Linked DNA regions of Mus musculus: regions 2 and 3 are each linked to region 1. A link is a contact called in public promoter capture Hi-C data. All regions are on one chromosome and are shown on one strand. The core of a region is the stretch at or near the end of the contact, and the rest is flanking DNA. Distances in the headings are between cores, read along the strand shown. Region 1 holds the start of Rbmxl1 (RNA binding motif protein, X-linked like-1). Region 2 holds the start of Tom1 (target of myb1 trafficking protein). Region 3 holds the start of Hmox1 (heme oxygenase 1).

Region 1 (3,833 bases), core at 526-3,025:
ACATTCAGAAGAACTGCAGCTTTTCATACCTATCAACATCTGATTTCTACAAGTCACCTTCTGAGGTCATGGGAAAACGTGTCTTTTACAGGGGATGGTACTCCAGTTAAGTTGGAGAAAGGATATAGGCTCATAAACTTAATCTAAATGAATATGACCCATTATTCTGGACTATCTGGTTAGGCTTTAAATCCAAGGACAAGTATCTTTTAAAGATACACACAGAAAAAAGGTAATGAATGCTCAAGGATGCAGAGAGCAGCCACTTGAAACATATGGAGGGAGATGTGATGCCTAACCAGGTCGAGACTGGAGCATCAGAACCTAAATCAAGGAAGCCAGGGAATATTAACAGCCACAAGAAGCTGGAAAGAGCCTTTAGAACACATGGCCCTCCAATATCTCCATTTTGGATTTCCTTATTCTGCAACAGTAAAACAACATGTCTATTGTCTGAGTATAGCTAACTCGGGGAGGGGACTATTTGTTATAGCAGCCCTAGCAAACTAATACAGTCCTTGACAATACAATTCACAAAACTACGGTTAAAATATTCTATGAATTAAGATTTTGTTCTAAACAGGTCAAAATCTCTAGAAAGACTCTGTGAGCAGCCTTACTTAAGCAGCACTATCTGTGATGACCTTTTGAGTATTCGATGACTGAGGCAGATTTTTTTTTCCTTTTGAACCAAGCAAAATTACTGAAGAAAATTATGTTATAAATTTTACTTCCTAGAACTCCACTTACCTTGTGACTGTCTTATAATAAGCCTTTATCACATTTCATGTACTTCTTTTGCCTGGTAAATTGTTTAATGTCTCCCTATTAAGTTCTTTTTATCTTGAGATTAGCTTTTCTTCATGCTGCCTGATGCGTAATTACCGAGCAGTGGGGGCTGTGCAACTGAGAACTGATAGCACAACTGCTTAAAGCAGCTTAGTTTTTGGATAGCGAGTCATGTCAGCAAGATAAAGTTAAATAGAGCAAATTGCACGCCGAGTCTCTTTCAAGCTTTGAATGCATTCAGAATGAAAGTCTGGTACAATCCCTTTCGAACGTTACGTTCCATAGTAAACTATTCAAGTAGCTGATACCAGGCTGCTTCAAAATGTCCCACAATACTTTGTTCCTTTCTTTCTTTGGGTGCATAAAGAGGAAGGGTTGATGCTCGGAAGACCATTCGTGAAACTATGTCATAGATTCGCCAAAATGCAATGCAAGAAACCGAGGGTTGGGGGAGGGGGCGGACATCAGACCCTCCACCCTGGATCTGGCCCTCACTGCTTTTGTTCTGAGTTCCTGGCCCCCTCTCAGTTGTCCTGTTGCTTTAGTGGTTCGGGGTCAGGCAAAGGCCCGCACCACGCGGCCTCCGGAATCGCCCGCCCACGCGCGGCACACGGGTGGGGAGGAGCCTGGGTCGCTCTCTCACCGCCCCCCAGGGAAGATTTGCCCCATCCCGGCCGTCCTCCCCACTCCCGAGGCGGGTTTTGGCCGCGGAGGCGGTCGGGCAGAAAGGCCCGGGCAGGCCACCGACCTGGCGGGAAGGCCCAGCCCGCCTTCCCCGCCTTCCCGCCGCCGCCGCTGCGGGAAGGCGGGGGGCCTGCCGTCCCGGACGTCTGCTCGGCCACCGATTTTCAACCTACCCACGGGGCTAACGCTTCCCTAACTAGGAAGCCGCTTTCCCGCGCCGGTCGCCACACGCGTCTGCCGCCGCCGCTCCCGCCGAGAACCAGAGGCCGCGAATGGCTTCCCCTCCCCCCGCGCAACGTCAACGCGACGTCGGTCGTCGCCGTAATGTCTCGAGTATACGCGCATAGACATAGCAGGCATTGGCGCGCGCAGCCGCCGCCACGGCGCAGCCCGGTACCGGCCCAGCGCACGCCGCGGGTCTCTCGGGCTCAGGGCAGAGTGAGAGACGCTCTCTGCAAGGCATGTCTCGGGGCTCGGGCCGCCGTCAATATAGCTTTACTGCAGCGACACCCATGATGAGGCTGGGCGTCTGGGGCGCCTCATCCCTCTCTCCCACTGCGGGCCTCCCCAAGCTTGGCCGTGTATGCACGGCGGCGGGTCCTGTTAGTGCAGCCCGTGACTCGTCTCACTTGCGTGCTCCTGGTGTGCCTCCGTTTTACGTCCCCTGCGCCCTGGTCCTCGGCGGGTGGGCGCGTCTATTCTGAGGTGCGTGGTAGTGATGGCGGCGCTCAGCGAGGCTTTCCTGTCACTGGGTACTACTACTCCCAGCCCGCCTCGGAGCCGCCCGAGCCACCCCTCGGTCTTTAGTTTACGAGTGGCAATTTGACTTGCTCTGCTGCATGTCTGGAGGGATCGAGGAAAGTGTGGAGACGCCCCGGGGATTTAGGGATCGCAGTTTGGAAAGCAAGCCAGCCAAACAAATAAACAAAACCCACCCGCCCTAACAAATATGAGGCTGCTGGAGAGGGCGAGGAAAGAATGGTTCATGGTCGGGATAGTGGTGGCGATCGGCGCCGCTAAGCTCGAGCCGTCGGTCGGAGTGAACGGGGGTAAGTGCCGCACCTCCGCCGGCTGCAGCGCGCCGGCTCCCACTTCTGAACTCGTCGGCGAGTCCCCGGGAGGAGCGGCCGCCCTGGCTGCGGCACAGCCCTCTGTCTCGCAGCGGGAGAGAGGGGGGCTTTTAGCAGGTTCTTCTCACTTGCTAGCCCAGGAGGGAATTAGGAATGGGGCAGGGGAGTGGGAGTGCAGGTTGCCTTTTCTGCGGGCAATCAATGACTTCTGCTCAGTGCCGGAGTGAGGGTACAGAAACTGAAAGTTACTCCTCTCGTTCTTAGTAGCATCCCATCCCAAGGGACTATAGGTTGCCAGGAGTTCTTTATCTATCCTGGAATAGACCTCATTATCCAGTCTATTTCCGACTCCTCCCTTTTGCCGCCCCCCCCCCCCAAAAAAAAGTCTGTTGGAGAGAAAGGGGTTTGGGGGAGATTATTGGCGGGAGCGGCGGATAGGAGAAAAAGGAAAAAAGGATACCCTTGCTCCAAACTTCAATTTTTAGTGTGCCTTAGTTGCTGACTAAAACTCCCAATTGTACTGACACGTTGCACTCTTTCCTTACGGGACACTACTTCCGTGTGCTGCTGGGCTGCCGTTACTACAGCAGCCGTCCAACAGTTGCAGACTGTGTTAGACTATGCACACTGTATGTTTTGGCAGGGAAGTGTGGATGGGTTAAAACCTCCGCTCCAATCTCTGAATAGTAGGAGCTTTGTAATGTGACCTGTGGACACTGGTGGGAACATGGGACGTGTCACTGGCGTTTTATACCCTCTCCCCCACCTTCAGACAACCTTGTTCTGCTTTTCATAGATATTAATTGAGTTTCTTCAGTTCATATGTTTTTGACCTCATGAGTTAGGTTCCAGGTTTATTGGCAGATCGAATATATCAACCATGCAATGGACCCAAATAAGGACAGAAGAACACACAGTCTTTCCCAAGTAGGAGGTGCCCATGTAGATATTTGAAATTTTACCTTGTTATTAAAACCTTACAGAAGTGAATGGATGATCTCTCTGAATAGTGTTTTTTCTTTCCCCAGCCCTAATTTCTCCATTTAGAGTAACTTCTGGAATCGTTTGGATTGAATTATTTAAACAGTGATTTCGATAGGAAAGCTTTCTATATTTAATTTTTTCCCCTTTAAATTTAACATATTTTAAAATTTAAATGCAACATAGAGTATGTATAGTTACCAGTTAGTTTTAGAAACAACCTTTCTGTGAGCCTTTGGGAAACTGTTAAGTTGGGATTTTGAGTTCAGTCAAATGAAGGGGGAATCTCTTGTTCCTGGAGCTGGGAGA
Region 2 (3,833 bases), core at 976-3,475, 3.5 Mb before region 1:
TGTGTCAGCTCAGAGCAGTTTTGAGATTTAATCTGAGAAATAGGGAAAGGAACAGAAATATGTGGGAACTGAAATCAAGCAGAGCAGAAATTTCCATTTGAGTTAACATGTCAGAACCTCATTTGACCCTGCAGAAGTTTCCTGTGAGAAATGGTATCAAGGAGAGGCCAGGGAAGACATGTGTGGTAGAGGAAGCAGCCAGTCCTCCATTGCCCTTGCTACAGACAGTAGTGAACTCCTAAGGAGAACCGGCTTTTTCGGGTTTGTTTTCCTCTGAAGCCTAGCCCTGTTGTATTTGTATTAAAGATTTGTACACATTTGTATAATAATCTGTACCTTGTGGTATTTGGTACTATTAGAGGAAAAATTTTGGATTCAGGCCTTCTTGCTGTTTTTATATCATTGTTTTATTTTGTTTTTTTAAATAAATCCTAGTGGTTTGATCCAAATCCTATTACAGTTGTATAAAGAAACAATATTTTGTACTTATATTAAAGATCTCATTTTTAATATTTATAGTCCAGTCTTAGCTGTCTTTTCCCTAATTGGGCTAATCGTAGTCGGTATAACTCTACTCTACCCTGACATTTCTCTATAAGGGAGTGGGGGCTGAAGAGATGGTTCACTGGTGAAGAATATTTCCTGCCCTTGATAAGGACCCAAGTTAGATCCCAACACTCATCCAATTGAATGTAACTCCAGTTTCAGAGGATCAGTCACCCTCTGTAGCCTCCTTAGGCACCAGCACACAAGTGCATATACCCACACAGAGGTACACACACACACACAAACACAAAATTTAAAAATTTTAAAACCAAATCCTGAAATAAAGGTCAAGTTACCATGTTCCTATCTATCCTGGGCCATGCAGCCCTTGGGTCTCAGGTTGAACACACCTTATATGTAAAGGCTCTCAAATATCATTTGCATGTATTATAAAAGGAGAGAATATGATAGTTGTGGCATAGCAAATGAAACCATTTAAAATATTGCTATTGGCCTAAATCAAAAAGTATCCATCAATCTTTTGTCAGAGTTGCATGAAAATTCTATGCCAAAAAACAGACAGTTCATATCCCAGGAGCTTTCCAGAGTCTTGTCTATTTTAAATAAAAAAAAAATGTGATGTCACCTCCTTGTCTCTGAGTCAACAGCCACATGGCCTGAAGTGAATATGTGCTAATACTGTGAACATTGAAATATGGAAATTTGACCTTTCATGGTTAAGGAAAAAGTTAATGGAAAAACAAAATGTTAAAAGTCATAAGTAGCAAAAAAAAAATAATAATAATAATAAGGCTGCATGCTATGATGCACATACTTCTCCAATTCCAACACCCCAGGGATCTGAGTTTGAGGCCAGACAAGGGATATTGTCAAAAAAAAAGGGGGGGTGGGGGGGACTGCAGCACCGGGTTTCAGTGTGGCAAAGTCCTAGGTATGAGCCCTGCCAAAATGGAGGAGGAAGTGTGATGGCCCACAGTACTTGTTTAATCTCAGATTAAATGTGGTGAGAGAATCGATTCCTCCACGTTTTCTTCTGACCTCTCTGTATGCACCATGGAACACACACATATAGAGTTAAAAAAAAATTTAAAAGTTTAAAACATAATGCCTTACAAAGATACAGCAAGGAGGAAGCAACCATTACGGAATGCCTTATGAGTGATTTTCATGTCACCTCAATACTCTGAAAGCATTACATTATGGATATTTACAGCTGAGGGGAACAGATAAGGAAAAAGCACTTTTCCGGTTTGCCAGGTGAGAGCCAAGGCAGATGAGGTGGCTTATGAGGTGAAAGCATTTGCCACAGGACAGGCAGTTCATTCTCTGTCTCAAGAGAGCAAAAACCCAGGCCCTTGCCTCCTCTGGCTCTTGGAGCGGGGAGACATCAAATGGAAATTTCGAGTCCGACTTGGGCAAGGAGGCTGTCATCCTCAGGGCTTGGTCCCCAGGACTAAAGGCTAAGACACTAATACTAATACCTGTCTGAGTATGCGTAACCTGACCCAGGTCTTTCCCTGGCCAGAGACCCAGTTTCAGGATGTCAAGACTTCCAGGCTCCACAGTGGCGCGCACTGAAGCTTCAGGGGCGTGGCTTAGAAGCCGGCCCTCCCAGGCCCCGCCCTGGTGTGGCGTCAGCCACGGCCCAGGGGCAGCCTAGTAGGGGGCGGGGCCTCGTGGCTGCGCTCCAGAGCCCCCGCCTGCCGGCACCACCCCGCGGGCTGGCCAACGGGTCACGTGGCGGGTCGGCGGCGCCGGCGGTTGCTGTCACCTGATTCTGGGAGCTGGTGGCAGCGGTAGCCGCGGCAATGGACTTTCTCCTGGGAAATCCGTTCAGCTCTCCGGTGGGACAACGGATCGGTGAGTCCCCGGAGCCGCGCGCAGTCCCGCCCCTGTGTGCCGCTCTGGCCTTGGCCCTGGGACCTGTCGGAGTCCGCAGTCTGGCAGACAGGAGGGAGGCTAGGCGGTGAGGCTGGCGCGGCGCTCTGGGCTCCGCCCACCCTATGACCCACCTGATTGACAAGAACACGGGCCAATCGGAAGTCTTATATGGGGATTGATGCTTGATGTAGCCAATAGGCAGTGGAAGGAGGCGGTCCTGGGCGGATGTGGTTCAGCCAATGTGTGCGTGCTGGGGTCCGAGTAGAGGGAGAAAGTTTGGGTTAAAGGGACTGCTGTGATGAGAAGGCGTTGGGCCGCGCCACCACCGGGCGCGCGCAGACTAAGAGCCCCTCCCGGGCTGGCGGCGTCTTGATCATTCGCCGCGTCACCGACTCTTCACATTCCGAGACGCCGGGGTGTCTAGGTTCGGCCGCGCCTCTGTCCCCATGGTCGGGAGTCTCGGGTTTATGTGACGTCGCCCCCGTGATGGTCCTCGCCCATAGTTAAAGGGTCATGGCCCAGCCTTCCTGGACTTGTTTGATCATTAAATGCATTAATAAGATAGCACTGAGGATGTTTCCTGGCACATGGCTAACGCCTGTCATTGTCAACGTGTTACCACCTACTGGGGCTGGAGCCCATGGGAAGGTGCCGGCTCCCAGCACCTACTCTCGGGCAAAGGCCAGGCGGCGACGTTTCCCCAGGAATGGGTGGTCTGGGCGTGACATCCATACCCCCTTACCTGAAGGGTCCCGACGGCATTGTGAAATTGGGAAGGCCGAATCTGAAAGCTAAGGCTTCCCCTGAAACTGTTAACCCAGCTCTGTGTTGTAACCAACACTGCAGCTGTTAGTAGCTCTTTTGAGGTTCTCATCAGTTCTCTGCAAGGGAGCTCTGATGCCTGAAGCCCAGGTGCTTCACCATAAATCGTTGTTTGAGACCTGGAAAGAGAAGGCAGTCTTCTTCGCAGATTTCCTATGTAAAACAGGCAAATTAGTCTGGCCTTCAAAGCCAGCCTCAAAGTCCTGAGACTTTTTGGATAAAGTCTTTTGGGTTCAGTCTTTTAAACTGCCTGTCAGTTCAAAGCTCAGCATCTCTCCTGCCCTGAAAGTTGCCTGCCTTGGGCAAGAAATACTTCTGATTAAGAGTACTGCTACATCAGTACCTCAGAACACTGACTAAATCTCACTGCTGGACCCTTTCTGCCTTGGGGTTCATGTCAGACCTATCCAAGACTCAGATGGGCAGGTGTAGGGTTCCCAGTTCTCTTTGCAACTGGCTGGGAAACCACACGTTTTGAAATTTCCCACCAGAAGCAGTGGTTCACATCTGTAATCCTATACCCAGGAGACTAAGACAGGAGGATTGACACAAAGTCCCAGGCTAGCTGATTCTGAAATTAGTTGCAGGGTAACATAAGCTGCAGAGTAAGACCCAAAACCAAG
Region 3 (3,833 bases), core at 497-2,996, 3.4 Mb before region 1:
GGCTACACAGAGAAACCCTGTTTTTTTTGGGGGGGGGAAGAAAGAAAATATAATGTCCAAAATTAACTGTAAATCCCTCCTGCTTAGGAACACCAGAGGTAACTACCCGAATGCAGGGAGTTGTAGGTCATGGGAAAGTACTGAGCCTATAGGTTTGTCCTTATAAACCCCTGAAACATGAGGCTCAAGGCCATTATCAGCTGGGAAATCCCAGAGAACATACCTGGTCAAAGTCCATCCCCAAAGGTTAGTATTTAATATTTAAAGCTTGCTTCTAACTTGGCCCAAAATGTTGGAGTTGGTTTTTCTGGAGAATCTCAGGATTAACAAAACAAAGAAACAAAAGAATGAAATCTTTGTTGACATCAAAAGTCATTTTGAGGCTGGAGAGATGGCCTGTGGTTGACAGTACTTTCTGCTCTTACAGAGGACTTGAATTCAGTTGTGAGCATGGGCAGCTCACTACCACCTTAATTCCCAGTTCTAGGGGATCCAATGCCCTTTTCTGGCCTTCTCAGGCACCTATATGCACCCAGCATGAATGCATGCATACATATACATGGGCCTATACACACACATAAAATAAATAATATTCTTTTCATTGTTGTCTTCTCCAGACAGGGTTTCTCTGTGTAACCTCTGCTGTCCTGGAACTCACTCTGTAGACCACACTGGTTCCAAACTCACAGAGATCTGCCAGCCTCTGCCTCCTAGGTGCTAGAATTAAAGGAATGTGCCATCACTACCCAGAAAATAGTAAATACTTTTTAAAGAAATATTTTAAGAAGTAAATACTTTTAACAACAACAAAAGAGGACATACAAAACTATGGAGGCTTTGAAGAACCACCCAGTATGTCTGTGTCATGTCTGTTCTGTACTGAAGAGTCCAGCTCATCAGGAATTCAGAAGGTGAATTCCAAGCCTTACCCTGCTAAGCAGCAGTGGGTATCTGTGGTGATAGATGTGTCAGAGCTATGTGTCCTGACTTCACAGTCTTCTGTACCTGGGCATCAGGAAGTCATGGTGTGGACCAGGTTCTAGGAGAGCGCCGAGAAGGCAGCCAAACACTCGGGTGCTGCACTCCATGAGACCCTGGGCAGAACACTTCAACCTCCAGCTCAGATTCCCCACCTGTAAAACTGGAGCCATCTATGTCCCCACCATGATATATAGGGATAAACCATGGAAAAGTTAATCAAGGCAAGTGTCAGCAAACCAAGCAGAACTGTGAACATAAAGGATTGAAAAAACCAGCTATCCTAAGAGTTCCGGGAAGGTAGACTCAGGTAGTGTGGGTCAATCCCTGGGTTTGCCCACCAGCATCTCACATTTAGGATCGTCTTATAGTTCTGAAACCTTCAAGATTCCTGAAGGGCTACTCCCGTCTTCCTGTCACTGAGTAGAGTAGAGGGTTCTGGAAAGGACCCAAATTCTGCCAAGAGGCAACTCATTCAGATCTCTTCTCTTCTCTTCTCTTCTCTTCTCTTCTCTTCTCTTCTCTTCTCTTCTCTTCTCTTCTCTTCTCTTCTCTTCTCTTCTCTTCTCTTCTCTTCTCTTCTCTTCTCTTTTTTTTCTCTCTCTCTCCCTTTTTTTTGTAACAGACTTGCCAGAGTCATATGATTTATCCCCTTACAGGCAGGGCCCGCCTCCGGGCTGGATGTTGCAACAGCAGCGAGAACGCCGGCTCAGCTGGGCGGCCACCACGTGACCCGCGTACTTAAAGGGCTGGCGCGGGCAGCTGCTCGCTCACGGTCTCCAGTCGCCTCCAGAGTTTCCGCATACAACCAGTGAGTGGAGCCTGCCCGCGCAGAGCCGTCTCGAGCATAGCCCGGAGCCTGAATCGAGCAGAACCAGCCTGAACTAGCCCAGTCCGGTGATGGAGCGTCCACAGCCCGACAGGCAAGCGACTGTGTGGGGAAGGGAGCTGTGACCGGTGTCCCTTATCCTGCCTGGGAATGCAGGCTGCGGGGCCAGGGGACGAGTTACCGCCCAGTCTACCTGTAGCTATGGGAAGCTGGAGGGAGAAAATGTGATTCACTCCTCTGACACGCTGGAGGTGACGATTGGGAGTGTCTTGTAGTATCCAGGTTTGAGGGATGGTGAACGCACTGCTAAGTCCTGGAACCCGTACTCACTATTCTTGGGGTTGGGGGTTGGGGAGCTTGTCTTTTGCTGGCGCGGAGTGGTCACTTATCAATTTCCAACCTCAGACGATTTGTAAGATGCAGGGAGGCCAGTAGCAGAACTAGAGGGTGCTGAGGTTGGGGTGTTTTTTGTTTGGGGGTGTGTGGGGAGAGGAGGGGTTTTTGTGTGTTTTGTTTTGGAGACAGGGTCTATGTAGTCCTGGAACTCTGGAACTCCCTAGTAGATCAAGTTGGCCTTGAACTCCAGTTCGCTTCACTTTGCTTCCTGAGATTGAACGTGCTCCACCACCATGCTTGGCTTCTCCTCCTCCTCCTCCTCCTCCTCCTCCTCCTCCTCCTCCTCCTCCTCCTCCTTCTCCTCCTCCTCCTCCTTCTCCTCTTTGACTTTTGAGACAGAGTTCCTCTTTGTAGCCCTGGATGTCTTGGAATTCACTCTGTAGATCCGGCTGGCCTAGAACTCAGAGATCTGTCTGCTTCTGCCTCCCTAGTGCTGACATTAGAGGCATGTGCCATTCCACCCAGCTCTTTTTTTTTTTTTTTTTAATAAACCCAATCATACTTTTTTTAAAAAAAAGTTTTTTTTTAAAATATTTATGTATTTATTTATTTATTTATTTAATGTATATGAGTACACTATAGCTGTCATCAGACACAGCAGATGAAGGTGTCAGAACCCACCATGTGGTTGCTGGGAATTGAACACAGGACCTTTAGAAGAGCAGTCAGTGCTCTTGACCGCTGAGCCACCTCTCCAGCCCACCAACCTTATTTTTATATTTTTATTTAAAGTGTCTCATTACATTTTATTTATTGTGCATGTAGAGTGACACATTAAACATGTGAAGGTCAGAGGACTTGAAAGGAGTCATTTCTCAGACCACCATGTGGGTTCCAAGAAAGATTGGCTTATCAGGCATGGTGGCAAGTGCTTTTCCTGGCTGAGCCTCCTTCCAGTGTTTAATCCTCATCCCTGACTTTAGCAGTAAGGATTGAATTTAGTACTTCAGACATTCTAGGCAAGCACTGTACCACTAAGGTACAGTATCGGCACCTTTTTGATTTAAAGATCGTGCCGGACTGGTCTGAAACTCTCCAATCCTCCTGCTGGATTACAGAAACTATTTAATGCAGATACTTTGAGTATAGAGCGTGTGTGTGTGTGTGTGAAAGTTGGATTTGGTGGGTTTGTTTGTTTGTTTGTTTGTTTTGAGACTCTTCCTATATAGCCCTGTGCTGAACTTCCTTCACTATGTAGACAGACCAGGCTGACATCAAACTAAGAGATCTGCCCTCCCTCTGCCTCCTGAATGCTGGAATTAAGGATGTGTAACATCACACTCCGCTGGTTGTAAAATCTGTAGCTGAATTTTTTAAAGAAATGTCTTCAGGTTGGATCTAAAAGCTCACCAAAGTCTCTACCCTTAGCCAGGCTGTGGTGGTGCATGTTTTTAATCCCAGCACTCAGGAGGCAGAGGTAAGCAGATCTCTGAATTTGAGGCCAGTCTGATCTACAGAGTGAGTTCTAAGGACAGCCAGGGCCACATAGAGAAAAACCCTGTCTTGGAAAAAAAAAATCTCCCTTTGAGCATAGTGGTTGGACTAGTATGGTTCTTCACTGTGGTCAGGCCATACCTTGCCTCCCCTTTACTGGAAATAACTAGAATAGGGATTCTGCCTGTGGTTTTGG

What was found. Promoter capture Hi-C pulls out the DNA fragments that hold promoters and counts their contacts.
Region 2: a contact with region 1 is called in a promoter capture Hi-C map of liver, with 4 times the contacts expected there. The contact joins the promoter of Tom1 here to the promoter of Rbmxl1 in region 1. A contact is called at or near these places in 2 of 39 promoter capture datasets (liver and pre-B cells).
Region 3: a promoter capture Hi-C map of pre-B cells shows a contact between it and region 1. The contact joins the promoter of Hmox1 here to the promoter of Rbmxl1 in region 1.

Annotation. Positions count from the first base shown.
Region 1 is chr8:78,507,153-78,510,985 of GRCm38.p6, forward strand. It overlaps Rbmxl1 (RNA binding motif protein, X-linked like-1), which reads right to left and starts at 1,776. Exons shown (of 2, transcript NM_001252089.1): 1 at 1,647-1,776. It overlaps Slc10a7 (solute carrier family 10 (sodium/bile acid cotransporter family), member 7), which reads left to right and starts at 2,176. Exons shown (of 12, transcript NM_029736.2): 1 at 2,176-2,522. The coding sequence starts at 2,423.
Region 2 is chr8:75,031,461-75,035,293 of GRCm38.p6, forward strand. Tom1 (target of myb1 trafficking protein) reads left to right here and starts at 2,226. Exons shown (of 15, transcript NM_011622.3): 1 at 2,226-2,367. The coding sequence starts at 2,316. It overlaps Hmgxb4 (HMG box domain containing 4), which reads left to right. Exons shown (of 11, transcript NM_178017.2): 11 at 1-518.
Region 3 is chr8:75,091,872-75,095,704 of GRCm38.p6, forward strand. It overlaps Hmox1 (heme oxygenase 1), which reads left to right and starts at 1,747. Exons shown (of 5, transcript NM_010442.2): 1 at 1,747-1,901. The coding sequence starts at 1,879.